2 separate regions of the Mus musculus genome follow, and region 2 is linked to region 1. Evidence: chromatin contacts called from public promoter capture Hi-C data. All regions are on one chromosome and are shown on one strand. Each heading gives the region's core, a stretch centred on a gene start, on an enhancer-like site or on the middle of the called end of the contact. The rest is flanking DNA. Distances are from core to core; before and after follow the strand shown.

Evidence for each region. Capture Hi-C pulls out chosen DNA fragments and counts their contacts.
Region 2: a promoter capture Hi-C map of pancreatic islet shows a contact between it and region 1. The contact joins two enhancer-like sites. A contact is called at or near these places in 2 of 484 Hi-C or Micro-C datasets (bone marrow-derived macrophages and peritoneal macrophages), 3 of 115 datasets of contacts at active chromatin or transcription factors (bone marrow-derived macrophages, heart atrium and large pre-B cells) and 4 of 9 other capture datasets (adipose tissue, embryonic stem cells, liver and 1 more).

Annotation. Positions count from the first base shown.
Region 1 is chr14:30,171,048-30,176,059 of GRCm38.p6, forward strand. Cacna1d (calcium channel, voltage-dependent, L type, alpha 1D subunit) reads right to left here. Exons shown (of 47, transcript NM_001083616.2): 8 at 249-352. Among named protein-coding and RNA genes, the nearest start is that of Gm52107, 51 kb to the right of the region's middle. Within about 2 kb of position 2,399, at least 12 of the 459 cell types and tissues checked have an H3K27ac peak or open chromatin away from gene starts, as enhancers often do. A contact at or near this core is called in pancreatic islet, where this site is marked.
Region 2 is chr14:30,342,156-30,347,316 of GRCm38.p6, forward strand. Cacna1d (calcium channel, voltage-dependent, L type, alpha 1D subunit) reads right to left here. Exons shown (of 47, transcript NM_001083616.2): 3 at 4,643-4,748. Among named protein-coding and RNA genes, the nearest start is that of Cacna1d, 8.8 kb to the right of the region's middle. Within about 2 kb of position 1,791, at least 5 of the 459 cell types and tissues checked have an H3K27ac peak or open chromatin away from gene starts, as enhancers often do. A contact at or near this core is called in pancreatic islet, where this site is marked.

The sequences.
Region 1 (5,012 bases), core at 1,149-3,648:
CTTGTAATTCACCTCTAAGGGAAACATTTTCATTAAGTTAACAGTGCGTGGCAAGCATCAGAAACACGGAATCTCACAGACAGATACAGCCAGAAAGAATCACAATTCAATCTAAAAGCAACACACAGAGGGGACATCAGAGTCCAAAGGCATGCAGAGAGGCCACCAGGGAGCAGCTGAGAGACACGCAGGGCTGCCTCCCATGTGGTATCAGGAGAATAATGTGCAACGGGGATCCAACTGCTTACCCACTAAGGACACCAAGAACCAGGTTAAGGACGAAAAATGAGCCAAGGATGATCAGACTAACAAAATACACCCATGGCCATTCCCATCCTATCGCATCATTAACCTGTAAAAGGTAAGGAGATCAGTTATCAGTTATCCATTTACTAAAGAACAGAGCCCCGGATGCAGCTGCAGGACCACGCAGAGCTTTGGGTGGAGGGCAGCGCTCCAAGGGCTTGAATGAGCTTGTACCCTTGCTCAGTTTTCCTCTAGGCGGGGCAAACCCTGATGCTGAAATCTTCAGGAAGAGACTCTCCAAAGTCAGTCCAGACCACTCATTTAGCAGCAGTTTTGTGCCAATTAATGAGCATTGTATTTGGATTTAGACCAAGAAAGCAATTATAAATGTATCTCATTTTAGGACAGACAAAAGGCCAAGCAAGGGAAATTTAAATCCCAAGCAACAATACTGATTAATTAATTCCTGGTCAATAATCTCTCAGTGGCTTTCTTTCATAGTAGCTGGTGAGGTTCCAGGAAACAGCTTGGTTCCGGAAGCCTCAGCAGAAGAGAAAGCAATACGAAGGAACTGGTACCCACCCACCGGTCCCTCTAAGCCTGCGTGGTCTTGGCAACTGATCTCAGGACTCTGCCTTCAAGATGAAAGAGATGTAGCTTACCCGCTCAATACACCAAGTACAAGATTTAGTACGAAAAATGACCCAAAGATGACGAGACTGACAAAATACACCCAGGGCAATTCAAATCCCATAGCATCATTCATCTGTAAGAAATAAGATGGGCTCATAGGAGTGGGTTAATAGGGGAATCCAGTGAGGAGAGGGTCACATTAGAGAGAACAGTCTATACATTGGATTAAACATTTACTTAGATGGAGACAAGAGCAGCCAGCAGACATTCATTACGCATTCCAAACACACACAGGCACACACACACAGAGTCATACAAGCATGCCTGCACACACATACACACAAGCACACAAGCATGCCTGCACATACACACACTAAGACTCATAGAGGCTTCAGGCCAAACAGCAAATCCTGGTCCCAGGTAGGGAAAGGAGATCTGGCTCTGGCTCAGGCCACTGTACTGGTGAGCAGTTTCCAGGGCAAGCCTCAGTAGAAGATGGAGCCAGTTGCTTCTCTGATTCTGAGCTGATGCTCTGTCCCAGTCAGTCCTAACTGCTTTTTAAAACTTGGTGGAAAAGTCCTAACCTACAACATTTGACTCTATAAGCTCTTCAAAACAAAGCCAAAAAAACTAGCTTGACATGGTGGCACACACCTTTGATCCAGCATGGCTAGCCTAGTCTACACCGAATTCAGGCCAGCCAGGTACACAGTGAGACTCACTCTCAAAATAAATAAATCTAAAATAATCACCATCTGTTTGGAGATAATCATCCTAACTATCTACCCAAGGGAGCCTAGCCTTCTGTAGGTTTGGATTATCTGCAGCCAGCAAACTAGATAAAAATGGAATAAATGAATGAATACTTAGTACAACTAAAAAAGCAAGAAAATGTTCCCAAGGCCACTAGCTGACATGTGCTCAGGGATAACATTGGGAATTGTTGTTTTGTTTGTTTGTTTGTCTCAGCTGTACCCATTAAAAGAACTCCAACTCTGACCTGGAAGCTGTTCAAAAAAGCAGGACCGAGCCAGAGGAGCACCTGACTCAACTGCTCATTCAGACATGGTGTCCTCGTCAGACTTCCCTGGGGAATGGCTGGGAGTGAGCAGCCTGCACACAAGTGCTTTATGGATCGTAGCTGGATGGGACTTTCCAGTAGCCCAGGTCAGCGTTCAGTGGGATGAACTGAATATTAAACACTTCCTTAAGGAGGAAGGGGGTGTTAAGGACCAACCAGGTAACAGCATAGATCTTCTCCAGGAAAATTCTCTCCTCTGCAGGAGTAGCCTGGATTTTCAGTTAGACAAGGGTCTGCAGGGTAAGCCCATCGCTCTTGTCTAGCAGGTGCAAACCCTCAGGGTTTTAAGCCCTGTGCCTTTTTGCACGTTTTCTGCTTCCAGCTTTTAGCTTTACAGAAAGGCTCATGCATTTCACAATATTTGCCTCATGCTGAAGCCAAACAGGAAAAGGGAACACACACACACACACACACAAAAAGACCTAACATCTGTTGCTGAACTCTCCAGAGGGCATTGCCTCCCTTACGGAACACCTGTTTGGCCACATGAAAACTGACGTGCTTAACAGAACCCTCTCCATCTTCACATCAGCAATTGGAGGAATGAATGAGCCGGGGCCACAGCTCCAATGGTTGATCTAATTAAGTTGGATAAGCCAATTTCAGCAGGAAGGCAGAGGGCGAGTCTTCCAGAGCAGCGACACTGCCAAACCCATCTCAAAATCCACATGTAGGGAAGAAACAGGCTGCTTGGTGTGGTGGCCAGAGCGGTGGCCTTAAATCAATACCTGTGACAGAGATGTCTAACCTCCACTGGAGCCGGGTGTATACGTGGCAGAGGAGAGAGTGCCCTAGTGCGGGGCTCCCATTAGACACCTTACTCTTGAGACTGGCAAAGTCTGCTGGCTTGGCCATCTGTCTCATCTGCCCTTCTCAGGCCTTGGCAAGTTTCAGAGTAGGGCTCTGATAAGAGCTGTATGTTCCACTGCAGAGGGAACATCTTATTTGAATTTCTTAGGACGGGGTGCTCTGTGGACTTGCACATTCTCAAATCACTGCCACCCAGAAGGGCAGCTGGAGAGGACTGAGGGGAGGCGGGAGCTAAGCACAACTGGCTGGAGCATCTCTTCTCTTTGCCCGAAGAGATGCAACTTAAGTGCTCAGGGCCAGTCTTTCTCCCTGCACAGCAAGCAGAAGGCTGAGTCCTTAAAGCTATGCATACACATAGGTCATCCTCACAGTTACTAGGCTGATCCCCATACCCACATCAAACATACATTCTCTGCCCAGGGCTTTGTGTGCATGCTCTTCACAACGATGGAGGCACCAGCCCGAGAGAAAGCATTTCGATTTAGATTCTTTTTTTTTTTTTAAGTCTCATCATAGAGGGCCACTTGGCACCCAAGACAATTTAGGTTACTTCAATTTTCTCTTATTTTAAGGGACTAAGTGCCCATGTATGTCTCAGGTCAAGGGAAAGCATAAGGCCTTTTGCTTTCCTAACCCTGGGAAACTGCTAGAGTGCCTCAGAGCATGGCCCGTGGGGAAGGAAAGCCTTGGCTGTGGGGGCACAGAAGAATGTCCCTCCCAGGTGCTTTGACTGAGAGGAGCTGTCAGGTGATGACAAGTACTTCAGACTAAGGTCGGCCTGCACGCTCATAGCCCTGTGTACATCTGAAGAAAAAGTTGGGTGCTAACACAGGGTGCCACTCAGATAAACAGCACTCTCCTAAAACCAACCCTTTGCCATTAACTTCCTACATTCAAAACATCTCCTCTAAAACAAACAAGCAAACAAACAAACAAAACCCTCTAAGTTGAAGGAAAAAAGACCCTCTAACTGTGCATATTGTAGCCAAGGGCATGAAGGCCCAGGGGACCCAAGAACCTGCCTTGTCCAGCTCTTTCTCTGCACAGCACTGCCATCTCCATGGGCAAGGCATCCGTGTGAGGCAAACATCACTTTAAATGTGTTTGGGAAGCTCACTTGATGAAAAATCTGCAATACATTTCCCCACCAAGCCCATGATCCCAACTTGCCACGTCTCCAAATAGCTCGGCTCCAGGTGCGCCTTTGTGCACATCCCTTTCCAAGACCCTGCCAGACATTTGCCAGAGAGACTTGAGAATTACAGCCTAGGCATTTTGGGAGAATGCTGGCTAAATATAAACTTGTCTAGAGGCAAAGACTTTGTCTACCGTATACAAAAACCTAAACACTGAGAAATTTGTTTGCAATTGATATTTACAACTGAATCTCCTTTCTGTCCCAGGAGAGTGGATCAAAATCCTCTGACACAGCCTATCCACACCGACGAGGCAAAAGGCTCGGTCAGGTTGAAGAGGGACACTAGTGGTGAGTATCTGTTGAGCGCCTGCTCCAGGCCAGGCTCTGTGCTGGGCCGAGATGTTCTGTCCTAGAGCACAGTGGCTTCCAGCTGACTGTGGCCCATAAAATACTGGAAGAGCTTAGCTCCTTGGCTCCTGCCTGGTTCTATGATGAGCTAATAAATGTAGTCAACGGTGATTAAAACCCATCCCAACGTGCTTCATACCATAAGGTCTTAGAGAACACTCTGGAAGGCGTTGCCCAGCTGCCCCCTAGTGTTGTACAAGGATCCATTAACTACTGGCAGGTCAGAGAATAATTAGGAGACTGTCTATGACAGCAGTCCCTCAGCTACCTTGAAGAACAATCTGTTTTTCTTTTACATGATTCTCAAAAGCTAAAAATGGGCTTCATGTTTTTAGGTGGTTGTGGGGTGGGAGAAGGTAAAAAGGCAAGCACTTTATGATGTATGAAAGCCATAGGGAATTCAGAGTTCAGGATCCATAAAGGAAATCCAGCCAAGACAGAGCCATAAGCATCCAGTTACACTTCCTCCATGGCTGGCTCCAGGCTCAAGAGCAGAACTGATGGCTGGAATGGGGATCACATCCCTGCAAGGCCAAACACATTTACTGTTAAGCTTCATTAAAAAGTTCACATATGCCTGCCTCCAATCAAGGACGAGAGACACTTGCTGGAGGGCCCCGAGGATGCTCACAGCATCTTCATACATCCCTGTCTCCATCTCAAATCTCAGATCTATGAAGGGATAGAGACTAGAGA
Region 2 (5,161 bases), core at 541-3,040, 170 kb after region 1:
TTACAGTCTCACCCAAAGTCTATTAACTGATCAATGGAACGGCCGGCTCTGTGCCCCCAACGCCCATGTGCAGACCCACTGCACACAAGCCACCCCACGTTACAGCAATAAACAAAATAGAAGGAAGGCAATGCCTATAAGTAAGTAAGTATATCATGCTAAGCAGAGTCCAGCGAGGGAGCAGCGTGTACATGGGCAGGGAGGGTAGGTGGCAGAGAGTACTCTGGGTTACAGAAGGCTGGGCCAAGGAGGAAGCACTTGAGCTATCCTGGACAAACAGCTACAGGTTAGGCACGTGGCCATAAGAAGTACAGCCTATGCGGAAACAACAGAGAAAGCAAAAACCTAAGTAGATGAATGTAGAACTAACACCTAAGACCTAAGTGGGTGGATGCAGAGCCCACATCCTATGAGCCAAGCCCATAAGCCAGGCTAAGTGACTTGGGGTACTGTGCTATACCTCACCATACTCTGCAAAGCCAGGAGAGGCTAAACCGCATGACCATGTAGATACAGTGAGCTTGTCAAATCAACACTGTCCACAAGACACACGGGGAGAAAGCAATCACGGGACCTCATCCCACCGCATCCCTGGCCACTGTGGTATTATCCCCAGTCCCACTGACAAGTGTCCACACCCCAGCAAAGCTCCCACCGGGGGCCCTACCACTCTCGGCTACTTAGAACCATGGAACCAGAACACCAAATACATAAGAACCCTGTCATCAAACCCAAACTCTGAGAGCTCCTGAAGAGTCAGTCCTCAGAGACCTTTCACCTAAGAAATTCCTCAGTGTGCCTCAGAAAAGGGGGAGGGAGGGGCGCTGCTCCCGAGACACCCGTTCACTTGGCATCCTAAATGCTAACTTCCTGAACATCTACTATGTACCACTGGGCCGGGCACAGGGCGAGGAGCTGGAAGTGGGTTACTGAATAAGACAACATGCTCACTACCTTGGGAGGAATAGGATTGTTCAACTCTTCATCATATGGAGACTTATGTTTGAGATTATTGAGCACCTACAAGGAGTCATCTGAGGGGAGGAAAACAGTACTAGACAAGGACAGGAAGGAGACAGAAGCTTTGGGGGAGCAAATGGAGACGGTGCAGCTGAGGAGCAGAGAATTGGACAACAAAGACCAGGCTAGGTCACGTGGTCCCAAGCCACGGTGTCTGGCCTCTCCTCGGTGGGCAATGGGGGCCACAGAAGTTTGCCCCAGAAAAATGATCTCATAATTGGAGGGATTTTACAGAGGTAAAAGTATCAACCCCATAAAAATACAAACAGATGAAGGCAAAGACCTGTCAAAATTGTTGCTCAGTTTAAAATTGTATTTCATGAGGCATGGTCTGCGTATGTCCCTTTGTTAAACAGAGAAGCACACGGAAGCTGAGCCGTGGAGAAGCTGGGCTGTCAATGGTTCCAAGTGAGGTTAGGGGCAGGCAGCAAAGATGCTCTCAATGGGTAGAGGGGTCCTCCTTTCAGACAGTTTGAGCATGGCAGAGAAGTGAGCAGCGGCCAGCTGGGGAGGAGGACCAGGAACAGTTGCGCTGACTGTACACTGTACAACCACATCAGTTTGCTTATGGGTGATCGAAGGCCGGAACATGAATGAAGTATGTCCACCCAGGGATCTGGAATTTGTAATCATCCCCACTCTGACACCTGATGCAGAAGAGCCTCTCTCCTTGGTGCCAGCAAGAAGAGAAAAGACGTGATCCACACTTTAAGTGGAACAGAGGGAATACGGCTACTGGGCGGGCTCTTACTGTGGGAACCCAGTGAGCTGCACTGTTTCCATGGCTTCAGCCTCCGCTCAGCCCTGGCAGTACACAGATGAAAGCTGCATAGAGACTTAGCATTCATGCTTAAAGATAATAATAACGATAAGCTAACTCTGGGAAAACTTGTTGCCACCAAGGTAGTCTCCAAGTCCCCAAAGCTACATGTGTTTACACACAACACAGACCAAACACAGACCAGACTCTGGGGGACGGTCACATTTCTTATCCAACAAAAGTAGTTATTTCATACTAGTGACCTGAAAGAGACATCAGACATAAGCTCCTCCCTGCATGTCAGGCTAAGGGATTGACACACACAACCTTGCCAAGCTCCCAGGTAAAAAAAATAATAATAATAAAAATTAAAATTAAAAATAAAAACTTGCCAGAGCCCCTATCCATCCAGCTTTGCCACCCATGTCAGCTTCTGCCCTTCGCGTCGTCACTCACATTAAATGAAAGGTATTTACTACAGATGAAAAAGAAGCTTTGCTCGGCTGCCTCTAAACTGATCCCAAAAATAGAGCAATCGCTTTGGTGCAAATTGGGTCAAATGTATAAAAAATTAAAAAAATAAAAAAACCCCGACTCCCTGGTGGGAGGAAAGACATGGCATGGGACCTTGCTCAGAGTCAGGGCTAAGTCCATCAAAGCCTCCCTCCGTAGTGGGAAAGGAAGCGTTTGAAGTCAGAGCAGAAACTCATCGCACCATGTGACCATCCAAGTGAGAGCAAGACTTTAATGACCTGAGTTGGAGACTCTCAGTGCAGAAACCAAAGGAATACATATGGTGGTTTTTGGAAAGGCCGGCCACGCTAATCCGTGATGAACCGCCTTCCCTCAGAGCAAACTGGGTTCTTCAGAACCGCCTGGAGAACACCCGCTGGGAAGGGCAACAAGGGAAGAAGGGGGTTAGCTAGCTGAGGGTTCACCATCTCCTCATTTCTTAGCTGAAACAGCCAAATGGCCGGACAACGTTTCAATTAGTATCCTGAATTTCCTTAGGAGGAAAAAAAAGTCAGAATATTAATTAGCTTATGCATTCAGCTACACTCATTATTCCATTGATCTAAATTAATCTGCCATTCTGAAAGGTATTTATTTTCTAAGTTTGTTTAATCATTTCTTTTGAGCTACAAAAAAGCAACAAACTGGGTCACCATTCGTGTCGTTAAATTTGGTAACAAGGCTAACACCATCTGTGGCCTAGACTCCAGTGACCTATCTCCATTGAGGGAGGCTTTCCACCACACCAAGTTTCCTTCTGAAAATGGTAATCTAAAGTCTACAACTGAACCAAAAGTCACTGAAAATGTCCAAAGTCCCAGAAGTGATCTCTCACAACAGAGCTAAGGGTGTGTGTGTGTGTGTGTGTGTGTGTGTGTGTGTGTTGAGCTCCTATTAGTCCAAAGTTTTCAGGAATAACAGTCAAAAATTTTAATTCTTTAGAAAGCAAACTGCCAAAACCCAAATACAGCCATCATGGTATACCTGAAATATACACAGCATTGAAAATGTCATAAGAAATCCTGAACATAAACCATGAAAGCCAAACTCATAAAAGCATAGCTTCGTCTCTGGCTGCCAGCCAAGCTCTGCCTGACCAGGACAAGTTAGTGTGTACGGCATTTGTCTTTGCAGCCTTTGCTTGGTTAAAAACGTCCAGCTTCCACACAAGAGTCCAAATCAAACGGACCCAACTAGAAGAAGAGAGTGGGGGAGAACCAAGCTTCTTGCTACCAACACTGGGTCCCTCCATCATCTACCATTCTGCACGGCTTCCGGCTATAAAGAATGAGCCCTTCCAAGAAGGAAGCTGCAAGGCCAAGTGAGGAGGGAGGGACCTGAAATGGCTTCTGCACCAAAAAAAAAAAAAAAAAAAAAAAAAGACAACAGAATGTCAGGGGTTTTTAAATAATCCTAGTGATCCTAGCCAGTCTCCTTAAGTGCCACATGGGTGAATGGCGATACAGAGAGAGTCTGAGATGTGAACCCCACCCCCAATACACCCAGTGGGCAGCTGAATGGGCAAGATCCAGATTTCAGTCCAATGTTTTTCAGTGCCTTTCTTTTTAAAAACTCTATCAACTTTTCCCAAAGGAAGTTCCATAAAACACTAGTTCCATGATATTAAAGTCTTCTGCCAAAAAACAAGTTTAAAGAATCCATAACCAATTGCTTCCAATAACTAGCTGAGTTTAAACAAAATGAAATCTGCTTTTTAGCGGCACAACTTCCCAGAGATTTTTCTCAGCTCTTGCACACCATAAATGTTTAAGAGAGCAATAAAGTATATGACAACATCCTGGAGCATTTAACCATAGATTTGTCCTAAAATCGACTCGTAGGATTTTTGTAGGCCACGAGATGTAAACTCCACTTCCATACTGATTTATTTCCCAAATTTTAACCTAAATAATTAGATTTGTTGTATTCTACATCTATAAAAATTAATAGCTCACATACAAAATCTATCATGATTCTTATTAACCAGAAAGATTAACCACAGTATCCACCCCTCAAAAACAACACTGGATTTTTTTTAAGCTAATAATACACAAAAGCCTGTGTAGAGAGAAAAGTTATTTTAAAACCCCTTCTACAAATTTCTTCCATAAAAGTTCCATCTCTATTTATATAAGACTCATGACTTCAGACACTTTCATTCAGCATAAATCGAAGGATTCAGGTCAAATCTAGGAAACAGTAACAACGACATAACCCCACTGTGGCAAAGCTTTGGGAAATAGAGCATCATCGTTGTAAACTGCATCATCCACAACACCGTCTGCCAGTGCAATCACAGATGCAGAGGACTGCCACACACCACCAAAGCAGGAAGTCTAAGTCACTTACCAAGTTATGATTTGTTGAATTAGAATCATCTTCAGGGAATGGGATGTAAATAGCTAAGGCCACACAATTGGCAAAAATAGCCAATAATATAAATATGTCAAATGGTCTGAAAGTTTTTGTTAAGGCACATATGTGTTATACAAACATTATCTATCCCTCTTATAGCCCCAGGCATCTCACACCTGAGTTGCTTGTAAAATGGAAATCACCCACCCACCACCTATCCCCCTACACGTTCGTGCACATACAGACACACACACACAGACACATGCACACTCACACACACACAGACTCACACACATACATGCACACTCACACACATACACACACACACACACATCATTCTGTGGCTATCGTGGCTACTGGGTTTTCAGAAGTGCCTTCCTCTGGTCCTCTCACAGCCCCTCTCCTCACTGAGACCTCTCCTCAGCCTTTCTTTTATTGCAAGGATCACATTACACCCATTCTTTGGTGCTCACTGTGTATTAAAACCTGGAAGTAATATACATCCAGTTAGCT